Linked DNA regions of Sus scrofa: region 1 is linked to region 2. A link is a contact called in public Hi-C data. All regions are on one chromosome and are shown on one strand. The core of a region is the stretch at or near the end of the contact, and the rest is flanking DNA. Distances in the headings are between cores, read along the strand shown. Region 1 holds the start of PPIF (peptidyl-prolyl cis-trans isomerase F, mitochondrial). Region 2 holds the start of ZMIZ1 (zinc finger MIZ domain-containing protein 1).

Region 1 (5,414 bases), core at 2,049-4,548, 270 kb before region 2:
TGGTTGAAGGATCCACAAGTGCCAAAAGTGCCAGAGAGGGACAAATCAAAACCCTTGCCTGGGCCTCCCCATGCCACCATCCCATGCCACCAAGAGCCCTCCAGCTTTGGAGTCCCTACCCTTGCCTGCTGCAGTTCAGAGGAAGACCTTAGTTCAGCTCAGGACATCCCCTTTAGGTCCTGCTTCATCCACAGCCTCATGCAAACTGGGAGCCTCTGCAGCAGAGTGCCATGGGCTGTGGCCAGGCCTATCCCACAGCCACAGCCCCTGTCCCTGCCCCTCCCTTGCACTCCTCATATTCAACACATCAGCAGGCCCGGCCCCAATCCACTGCCACTCACCATGATGTGATGACAGCCACCAGGTCAGGGTGGAGGGAATGGGTGGGGAGAATTTCTGGCTGAAAGGACTTCAAAGAAGTCATGACATCCAGGCCCCTGCCTCCGGGTGTGCTGACTTCAGACACTAGCTCCTGTCTTAGCTGGACCTGACCTAACTCAGGACAACCCCCAGCATAGCTTGGCTCCTGGCCCTTGGGAAAGTTCTTGCTGTCGACATCTACCCTCAAAACCTCTGACACAGCAGCTTTTTAAAAATGCTTTGGAAAAGAGGCAGAACACATGATGAAAAAACATACTCGTTTAACTGAGACAGATGCCCTTATCTGAAAAGAGGCTTCAAGTACAGACCTGTGTGTTCTTGTCTGTGCTGGGTCTTTCTCCCTCTTCCACCTCCTCCTTTTCCCCTATGCCAAGTGCTCGTTGGGATACGGGCAGAGACTGCTTCAGTAGTCCGCCAAAGCCTTCAGATCTACCCCTGAGCACATCCACACCCCAATGCTGGTTCTCCCTCCATTGCTCAACTCTCCTGACTGCGTAAGGTAGGGCCATCCTGCCGTTTGCCCCGTCCTGCCGCTTGCCCTGTTGCTCAACTCCTGGGGCAGGGAAGTTTTCTACATCAGCCAGGACAAGCTCCAGTGAGAGGCCAGGCTGAGAGAGTGATGGCAGTTGCCTTCCATTCAGACTTTCCAGGCACCAGGTGTGTGCACCCTGGTTACTCCCCATGACAATCTTCCGAGGCGACCCCATCTCTATCCCCACTTACAGAAGAGGAACCGAAGGCAGGGAGAGATCTGAGATACCTGGCACATGAAGGATGGAATGACTCTGTGAAACGTGGAGCCTTTGTAGCCGAAGCCCTTCTCCCCGGTGCACAGGGCTCTGAAGTTCTCTGAGGGTTGGAGAAAGAGGCAGATCAGTAGCGCCAGGCCTTAACCCAGGGGCTACAATGCTTCCAGCCAGAGCACTCTTTACCCTCCCACCCCAGGAGGTAAGCAGGGTATGGAAAGCCCTGCAACCTGGGTCTGCTCTAGCTGGGTGACCTTGTACCCTGACCTCAATGTCCGAGCACCATGGCAAGAGCTAAGGCTCCTGGATGTTCCAGCACCAGGTCAGCGGGGCAGGGAGCCCAAGGGCTATGAAGCCATCATACTGACCCACTGGAGGAAGTTGTCCCAGAGGAAATGCACATATTTCTTCTACTGATTCTGAGGCTACTACCAGATAGGTGGGCAAGGCCAACTCTGAGGCTCAGAGGGCCAGAAGGCTACCCCAGGGTACCCATCTGGTCACAGATCTCATGCCCCAACTCCTCTAGCCATCCCACCCTCTCTTGCATCCAGACCAGACTCAGAAGGGCCCAGGCCCTGCCTTACCTGCTGTCTTTGGGACGACATCTGCCTTCAGCTGTGGGGAGAGAAAGAGGGCAGGACATCAGTCCAGAGGCAGGTGAAGGAAGGACCCAACTCCCACGGAGGCCCAGGAAAGACAAAGAGAGCACCATTCCTGTCACTCCCAGCCCTCTGTCACTCCCAGCCCTCCGTGGGAAGCCACTGTGGCTATCACTTCTGCCAGCTGCTTCCTCAACCCAGGGCTGGCAGGAGGCAGCCTCGATTTCCTAACCTGTCAGAAGAGATGACAACACCATCTTGGCCTGCTTCTAGAGGCAGACCTAGCAGAGCTACTTCAGCTGGGCCCAAAGCATCAGAGACTCAGGGCCTGGAGAGAGGGCCCCCCAAGCTCCTCAATGGGCAGATGGGAAACTGAGGCTCAGAGAGAGGCAGGAGGCTGGTGGAAAGGGGGGAGGCCGGAGCCCCATTCAAGCCAGCCTCTTGCTTCCCAGCTTCAAGAGCTGCCCTGGTGCCAAACCTTTAAAATAAATGGGTGCTTTCCATTTTCCGGAAGAAGAAACAGAGGCTTGAGGCGCCTGTGTTCAAAAGCAGGCCAGGCTCAAGAACTACACAGGAGCGTTCCCTCTGTTACCTTCCAGACTACATATTTGTTCCCTGCTTTAAAAAAAAAAAAAAAAAAGGCCCAAAGAGTCAGGGGCAGGCACTAAGCGTTACCCTGGGAAGGTGACAGGTTGGCGTTGGGGCAAAGAGTTCTGAACACAGGGTCCCGACTCCTGGGGCCGCGGCCGGCCCAGCCAGCACCCACCAGGAGAGGAGGCGGCCCCAAAGCACCTTTGCTCAACCATGCGCCCCATGGCAGGAGCAGGGCCGGGGACGCTCCATCTTATGCAAGGGCCGCCACGTGAGCGCACAGCGGGTCAGCCGCCTGGATCCTGGAGAGCCTGCCCCCTCCACCCCGACACCCACCTCAGAGCTCTGGGCCTGCGCTCCCACCCCGTGAGATCTCGGAGCCCTTCCCCAAACTCGGAGCCGGCCTGCCGGGACAGGCCCTCCTGCCTACATTCTGACCTTGAGCTTTCTCCTCCACGGGCGCCCTCCCCCACCTTCCCCCCGCCCCACTTCCATTGGTCTAAAGATCCGAGGGGAGGCCCGGAGAGACCAATCTGATGCCTCTTCTTAGAGATGGGGAAACTGAGGCCCAGAGCAGGAAGCAAGGTCACACAGCGAGCCAGACACAGCGCCGGCCCGGAGTCCAGGGCTCTTCCGGGACCGTCCCTCACTCTCAGTCCAGCGCGGTCCTGTCCAGTGGTCTCACCTCCAGAACCACGCGGCCCAGCGGCTGCCCGTCCGCGCCCACGTCCAGGTACACAAGCGGGTTCCTGGCGGAAGAGGACGGGTCACCGGAGTCGCCGCCGCTGCTGCAGGCGCGGGTTGCGGAGAGGCGCAGCGGCGCGGAGCGCGGGCCGGAGAGCAGACGGAGCAAGCGGGGACTGCTGCGCAGCGCCAGCATGGTGAGCGCGGGTCGGAGTGCAAGAGCTCCAGGACAAGCGGAGACTACAGCAAAGAGAACCACGCACGCCCAGAGCGGCCGAGTCAGCTGGGACCGCGCGCCGCCGCCTTTATTGGCTCAGGCGGCCTCTGGGCCCCGCCTCCGCCACGCCCCCTTCAGCCTGTCCGCTCTTGTCCTCTGCCGGCCCCAGCGGGAAGCACAGCGGCTAGCCTAAAATCCTTTAAATACACCCACACCAGGGCTAGAGACCTGAGAGTTAGACACGACCTTGCAAAAGGAGGCCGGTGACATTTTGTGAGGGTCCCAATAGATAGGAAAAAAAAAAAAAAAAAGCGGGCGGGGGGGATCCTAAAAAGTGGCTAACTCCAAAATGCGAGTACTGTGTTTTCATTTGAATATAACAAAAGTCTACATTTGAGCCTTTTGTATAGGCAGCCCCTCCTGCCATAGGCCCCGCGAACAGGTACAGACCAAGAGAAAAGGTGGCACTGAGTGTCAATCAAAGAAAGTTGGAGATGAGATGCGGGATTAGAGTGAGAAGTGGCAGGAGGAGATCAAGACACCTCCCATGGTGACCTCAGGCATTCCTGTCCTAGCCCGGGCTTGTCTCCAAATGCTTCTAGAAACCAGTCCCCCCTCTAGACTCAGCCTGAGCCTGTCATGCTCCCACCAGGCCCCCAGTCCTCCACCAGGACTGGGTCTGAATCTCCCCCTCCCCAACCCCACAGACTGACAGCCCTAGTTCCCAGCAACCAGGGTTCCCCTTCTACCCCCACTCACTGAGAAACTGCTCCTGCAGGTAACATAGCACAGGGGCCAATCCATAAGAGGTGCAAGGAAGAGAGGAAAGGTAAGACGGGAAGAGGAGGGGAACTGGGTGTGAGCTACCACTGTGCAGATTTACCCCACAAGCTGAGGTGGGCTTCACTGGAGCCTGGGGGGCATGGGAAGCCTACAGGAAATGAGTGACAGGCAGGGGTCCTGAGAGAGCATCTGAGCCAACACCTACACTTTCCAGATGAACAACTGAGGCCCAGAGACAGGAAGGTGCTGCCCAGAAGTAGGGGAACCATGAAGTCCCCACTGCCAGCCTGTACCGGTCCTCCCAGACTCCTCTCTCTGGGCCTCAGTTTCTCCTCTGCAGAATAGGTGTGATGTTAATTCCTACCCCACTTGTTTTCCAGGTCTGTTCCAAGGATAAAAAGAACAAGACAGAGAGAACTTGGTCAACTGCTAAGTACTGTGCTGTAAGCATCAGTGATAGTCAGAGTCTATACTTTGCCCAGGGTTTGGGGCTCAGATAGCAGTGGGCCACAGCTGCAGTGGCTCAGAGTTTTGAAGAGCTAGAAAAGAGGGTAGGGGCTGAGCCTTGGAGTCAGGTGGGCTTGAGCTGGGACCAGTTCTAGACTGACCTGCTCCAGACCCTGAATCAGTTCTTGGGATGGGGTCTGGCAGCAAAATGTTGACCCAAGCAACATGATGTCCCAGCTGTACCCTGGAGTCCAGATGCTTCCCAGGTCCCAGCCCAGAATGGGATCTCACCCTGTCCTGGGAAATGGCTTCTCATTTTTTTCATGATCTTCCCTGAAGTAGAACAGGCCTGAGTAGGAGGCTGGCTTGCTCCCTGCCCCATCTAGGTCCTCAGCACATCTCCCAGATCCTCCCCTGCACTGGTGCATACTGCAGATTTGAGGGAGAAAGAGAGGAATTACCCCCCATGTCAGTTCTAGGCCCTGGGCTCACATAGCTCTTAGCCATGCCAAGTGGATTAGTGGTCCCCTATTGTTCCTCACACTGGCTCCCAGAAGCCCTGAGTTTATTCCCTACCCAATGGAGCATGAACAGCCCTACCCCAGTGAAGAGCTGCCCTCATTCACTTAATCTTTTTTGTTCTCGAAGACTTTCCCCAGCCCTTAGCTCGGCTCCTCTCCATCACATTCTGAGAAGCAGTTCCTTTGCATAGCTGGGGAAGCAAGGCCCCAAGAGCTGGGAGTAAGGCATGCAAGGAACAGAGTGTTGGAGCTGGGGGGAGTCTCTGACTCCAAGATCAGGGCTTGCATATGTCAAACCCTTCTCACTATCATCAAAAGGAGCTGGTAATTGGGACAGGGTCTGGAGGGCAAGAGAGACAGGCCTTGGACAGAAAACACAGCAAGATAGAAACTGAGAAGTTAGCCAGGGGGTCTGGGAACTCAGGGGATATGGGAGAGAGTT
Region 2 (5,501 bases), core at 2,182-4,681:
GAAGGCAGCAGCTGGCATCTATAAGGCCTGGGATTTGGTCCTGGCTCAGTCACAGGTCATCTCACCCTGAACCTCGGGTTTCTTCTGTACTAAAGGGGGCTGATTCCAAATAGCAGTGGCTTCCGCTGCTGTTACTGGAGTTGAGCAAAGTTGAAGAGTGCCTCTAAATCCACCAAGTGCCATACAAAGGCGAGGGGCTGTGGTTATTACTGTCATCATGAGCCCCATGGCAGGCAGCCAGCTGGTGGTGGTTAATTATTTATTTGGACTGATCTTCCTGCCCTTGCTGGACTGTGAGCTCCTAAGGAACAGGAACTGTCTTACACATTGCAGGGTCTCTCACAGGCCACGGTCCTCACACTGTGGACTCTCAGGAAGTATCTGTGGCATCAGCGCCGGACCCCTGACCCGACCCCACTCCCTGCCATGTATTTCCTTCCTTCTCCTCACACCCCATCCAAGGAACATGCCAGGAGGCAAACCTGGTCCACAAAGACAGGTGATGGTGAGCCCGGGGGCAGAGCCTCCCGCGCTCTGCGCAGGTCACTCCCAGTAAAGGCTAGAAGCAGCCCTTTGAAGGGTGTCCTCCCACCCCACGGGAGTGCAGCCCACCTGGGCACTGGTACTGAACTTGGGATCATTAGGGAAAGTATGAGTCTGTGGTCTAGCAGACCCCCTGCACCTCAAGCCCAGAGTGAGGGTCGGGAGGGGCTGGTTTCCAGAAAGCCTGTGGCAGAGCACACCAACAGTTAGAGCTGTCCACTGAGGCAGAAGCTGCCCAGAGATGGTGAATGCTCTGGCATGGGGAGCATGCAGGCCAAGGCTGGACAGTAAGCTGCCAAAGAGGTAGGCTTGGATGGGAGAGCAGCTTCTGGAAAATGCTTCCAGCACTTCTAATCCAATCCTTTTGTGCTCTATCCATTCTGTACCTGCTAGGCCTTCAGGGGACACATGCCCAGGGATCTTATATCCATATCTGCTTCACCCTCACAGCAACTAAGTGGGGGTGGGGGTGGGGGGTGTTCTGCCCTTGGGCCCATTTTACAGATGTGGAGACTGAGGCCAAGCTGAGCAAAGCTTTGGTCCCAAAGCAGCTAACCAGCTACAGCCTTCAGACACCTCTCCTCTAGCTCCTCAAGTAATAGGAAGTACTCACCTAATTGTGATGGGTTTCTGAACTCTTTCCTCAGAGTCTGTGCTTGGGACTGGTTTTCTCAGCCTCCCCTCATCTTCCCTCAGGGAAGGGTCCAACTTCAGGATCACCCCTAGATCCTGAGCCTACGCAGGCTCTGCTTCCCTTATCCTCAGGGTACAGCTCTAGGGACAAAAGGCCCTCCCTGCTCGGAGGGCGTAGACGGAGGCCACCATGTCCTGCTGAGAGGTCAGAGCAGTCACCAGGCAAGGCTGCAGCAGGGTTCAGGGTAATTACAACAGCCTGGCCTTTGTTGTCCACACAAAAACTAAGGAACCTCATAAAGATGAGGCGTTGATAGGAGCTAGGCAAGGGCCCTCGGGAACAAAGTTATGAATGAAATGTATGGGACTCAGTCGGGATCTGGCAGACCCTGCTTCCTGGTTCCATGATAGAATGCCCAGAGAAGCTTCCAGAAATTATTTTGTTGGTGCCTGAACTTCTTACAGCAACACCTCACCATTAGACTAGGGTCACGGCTGTCTGCTGGATGCTGACCAAGGCCAGAGACCTCGGTATCCATGGCTTCACACAAAGGTACTCTTGTGACAAAACCCTTGGGACACAGCAAGCCTCCAAGAGTCTTCCTGCCTTATCCACCCCATCTCTGTCAATCAGGAAAAAAGTGAAGTTTGTAGCTCTTGGCTGGGTCCTTCCCTCTGCAATTTTCCATTGATGGTGGACACTTGTCCTAGGTTGGGGCACATCCCTGGGGACCAGGGATGGAGATAATGTTGTGTTACAGTTGTTAGGGGAAGTGGGGGGAAGGGAGGGAGAGAGAGAGATAAACCCCACAGTCTCTGGACCTTTCTTTGCTCCTGGCTGAGAAAGGAATGAGGCTCCTCCTCTCTCCTTCCTTAGGAGGGAAACAGGACATTTTGTCCCCTAAAGAAGCCAGCAATCCTTTTTTGCATAGACAGGACTAGTTATCAAAGCTTCCCCATAAGTGCAGCAATTTCTTATTCACAACTCTTCTTCGTGAGCCATACCCTGAATGCCTCAAAACACCAATCCAAAAACCATTTAAAACTCTTGAAAACTCCCTACCACTCCTTCCCCCACCCCGTCACTGCCACCAACTCAGAAGTCTAAAGTTTTGAGATTTATGTGTGAAAACAGCATTGCATAACCTCATGACTTGGGACAAGGAGATGCTTCTGGCCTTTTGGGAAAAACAAAATCCAACCGAAAACATAAAACTCAGAAGAAAACACCATCTCCCTCCAAACGCATTCCCTTGGCCTCAAAGTCACACGTGCTCTGTGGCAGATTCGGCTTTCAATGTGTCTTTTGTTTGATGCTGGTGCTTCAACATCTTCAACCTGAAGACAGAGGTCAGCACAAGGCTTGGGGCATTCACCAACCGCAGCACGAGGGCCAGGCAGCAGGCAAGTGGGAAGCCAGGAATTCCCCCCTACTCTGGATCCCCTCGAAAAGCAGCAAGGAGAGAGAAAATTAAGGGCTTGCTCCCCTTTTAAACTTCCCGGAGAGCCTAAAAGCAACTTTCAAACTCCCAGGACCATAACACAAATGCCAGCGAAGACCAGTCAGAATTCATCACCCACCAACACCCACCAAGCTGCCCATTCTCCAGCTACAGTGCCTGCCTCTTTATCTCTACCTTCAAGAAACAATAATAAGCAAACCCAGGTACCTCTGGGAACAGCCTCTGGCCTCCTGCCCTGCCCTGTGTAACCAGCCTGTCCTCATACCCACAAGAGAGGAGGAGACAGCACCGGTTATCCCTCTGGTCTACCAGGCTCTGTTGCCCGAGTTGCACCAGGGAGACAAACTGTTGCTCAAGAAAATCCTCCAGAAAACCCTTGGCACCAGGAAGCAGCTCCAGGCAGCTCCTGCCAAGCGCCAAGCCAGGGGCTTTCAGAGGCAGCTTCCCCCTGCCCTCTTAAATCTGTGAGGTTGGGCCCTGCTCTCCCATGCCCTGGGCTGTCCACCCAGGGGGCTCACAAATGGCCATGGCAGAGCTGAGAGGAAGAAAAGGCTGGCCGAGCAGTGCCCTCACTCTGCCAGCCCAGCCGCCAGCTTCTTGGAGGACCTCTGAGAGAACATTTGTTTGGGCTGCCAAGTTAAATCTTCCTCCCTCATGTCAGGGCATTGGAAAATCAGTCAGGGGGGAGGAGACGGGGAAGAGCGGGGGGAAGGAGCAGCGGGAGGGAGGCGGGAGGGAGGCAGGCGGGCAGCCTCTTGGAGACCCAGGTACTCCGGCGCTGCCTGCCCAGGAAGCTTGTGGCTCCCAGGCAGGCGCAGTCGGGACTCCGGACACCAAGCCGGGGCCGGACCGCCAGGCCTCCAGGCTCAGGCGCCGGCTGCCAGGCGCCCTCGGCCCCCGCCCAGGGAGAGGCCCTCGCTCTGTGCCCCACTAGAGGAGCGAGGTGGGAAGAGAAGGCAAGGGAGGAAAAAGTTTGCGGCAGGTAGAGGGCTAGGGCTGGGCGGCCCTGCCACGGGGCTGTCCCCCGGGGAGGGGTGGGGGGCCCGGGCCGGCTGCCCAAGCGCGCACCCGCCCGCCACCCTCCCGCTCGGGTTGTTTACATTCCTGGAGTGTCTTTTAAACCCGGGGCTGAGGCCGGCTCCCAGCCTTCTCCGGCGGCTCCGAGGCAGTCTCCCGTGAAAATCTGCTGGCGCACAATGGCCGGGAAGGCGGCCGCCCCTCGCCCGCGCCCCTGCTGCTCCGGGGCGGGGAGCCTGCCCTCCGCACCGCGCCCTCTCCTCGCCCGGCTGGCTTCCTGGACAGATGTCCCTAGCGAGGGGGCGACGCGCACCCGCTGCCCGCACCCCAGACGCCGAGGCCACGCTCCCCACTGTTTTCTCCCCAGCCCAGACGACAGGAATGCGAAACAAGCTTCCAGAGCCCGCCCACCACCCCAGCTCCAGCCCCGGCACGGCCCCCCAACCTCCGCCCCGGCCGGCCTCCCACTCCCCCGGGGCCGCCGCCGGCGGAGACGGAGAGGAAGAAAGAACACGGGGAAATTACTTTCGTATTTGCAACGCGCGCGCACGCACACACACACACACGCACATCTTCTCCCTGGGCTCCCCTCCTGGCCGGGGCAGCCCCAGCCAGGCTTCGGCCTTGGTGCCCCTTGGGCTTCTGAGACCTACATGAAGCCCCTACACACACCCCTTGGCGTTCCCCTATAGTACGGAGCGCCGCGTCTCGCCCGGCAATTCGCACACAAACAACTTAACCGCGCCCCCACTCCCATTTACAAAAGTGTGTGTTTTCCCTAGAAATTCAGATGCACAACTTAACACCATCATCCCTTGCCGCCCTGAAATCCGGCGCCTTCCCTGGCGGTTCTCCTACACACAGGCATTCAACTTCGCGTCTTCCCAAAGGAGACGAGGGAGACCGAGGTGATCCTACTCCCGTCCTTCCCTCCCTCCCTTCCTTCCTTCCCGAATCCCGGTCCTGCCCGGCCCCCGGGTGTACGGAACCACGGCTGTAGGCGCGCCGGCAGGAGGCGGGCACCAGGTCCGCGCGCGCACAACTGCACTCACGCCCCGTACACCCCAAGAGCCCCGGCCCCCATGCGCAGACTAAGCCGGCTCCGCGCAGCCCGACACTAGCGGGGCGCCTGGGCCTTGGCCCCCGGCCGCCGAAGGGATCGCAGCGAAGCACTGCCGTCGGCCACTCGTCCCGCTCGCCAGGTCCCGGGGGACCCTTAAAGGGAAAAGCACCAGCACCCAGCGCCCCACGCTCGCACCCCGAGAGTCCACAGGGAGCGGGAGGAAGGCCTGGGACCAGCGGGCGCCCGGGTCTGGCCCCAAACTTACCGGGAGCTGCGACCGCCGCTGCCGCCGCTGGAGGACGCGCCGCTGCCGCCGCTGCCGCCGCCGCCGCTGCCGGGCAGGGCCGGCTCGGGCCGGGAGAAACTGCGAGGGCGCTGAGATCGGCTCGGCGCCGGCTTCTGCTCCGCGCCCACCGGGGCTGGGGTCACCGCGCTGCGCCGGTGCTGCTTGCTCGCTCGGCTGCCCGGTAGCTGCTCGCCTGCCCGCCGCCCGGCCGCTCGCTCTCCCGGGCGCCCGCCGCCGCTCGCTTTTTTAATGTCCACAGACAGTGAAAAGGAACTCGGCGTTAGGGGGTGAGTAAGTGAATCAACTCGCCCGGAGCCGAGCAAGTTGAAGTGTCAGATTACATTGGCTATTCTATTTCCAAAGGGCCCCGCGCCGCCGGCCGGCCACAAAAGCCGGTGCGGAACTACGGACGGAACGGGATGCCGCGCCACCGCCGTCGCTGCCGCCGCCGCCAGCGCTCAGCTCGGCTAGCCTAGCGCTCTCTCCGCTTCCTCTG

What was found. A called contact is a pair of places that touch in the nucleus more often than the background predicts.
Region 1: a Hi-C map of embryonic fibroblasts shows a contact between it and region 2, with 2.5 times the contacts expected there. The contact joins the promoter of PPIF here to the promoter of ZMIZ1 in region 2. A contact is called at or near these places in 1 of 47 Hi-C or Micro-C datasets (embryonic fibroblasts) and 1 of 2 datasets of contacts at active chromatin or transcription factors (alveolar macrophages).

Annotation. Positions count from the first base shown.
Region 1 is chr14:81,672,555-81,677,968 of Sscrofa11.1, reverse strand. PPIF (peptidyl-prolyl cis-trans isomerase F, mitochondrial) reads right to left here and starts at 3,298. Exons shown (of 6, transcript XM_021073635.1): 1 at 3,006-3,298; 2 at 1,715-1,745; 3 at 1,142-1,230. The coding sequence starts at 3,200.
Region 2 is chr14:81,406,997-81,412,497 of Sscrofa11.1, reverse strand. ZMIZ1 (zinc finger MIZ domain-containing protein 1) reads right to left here and starts at 3,431. Exons shown (of 26, transcript XM_013983374.2): 1 at 1-3,431.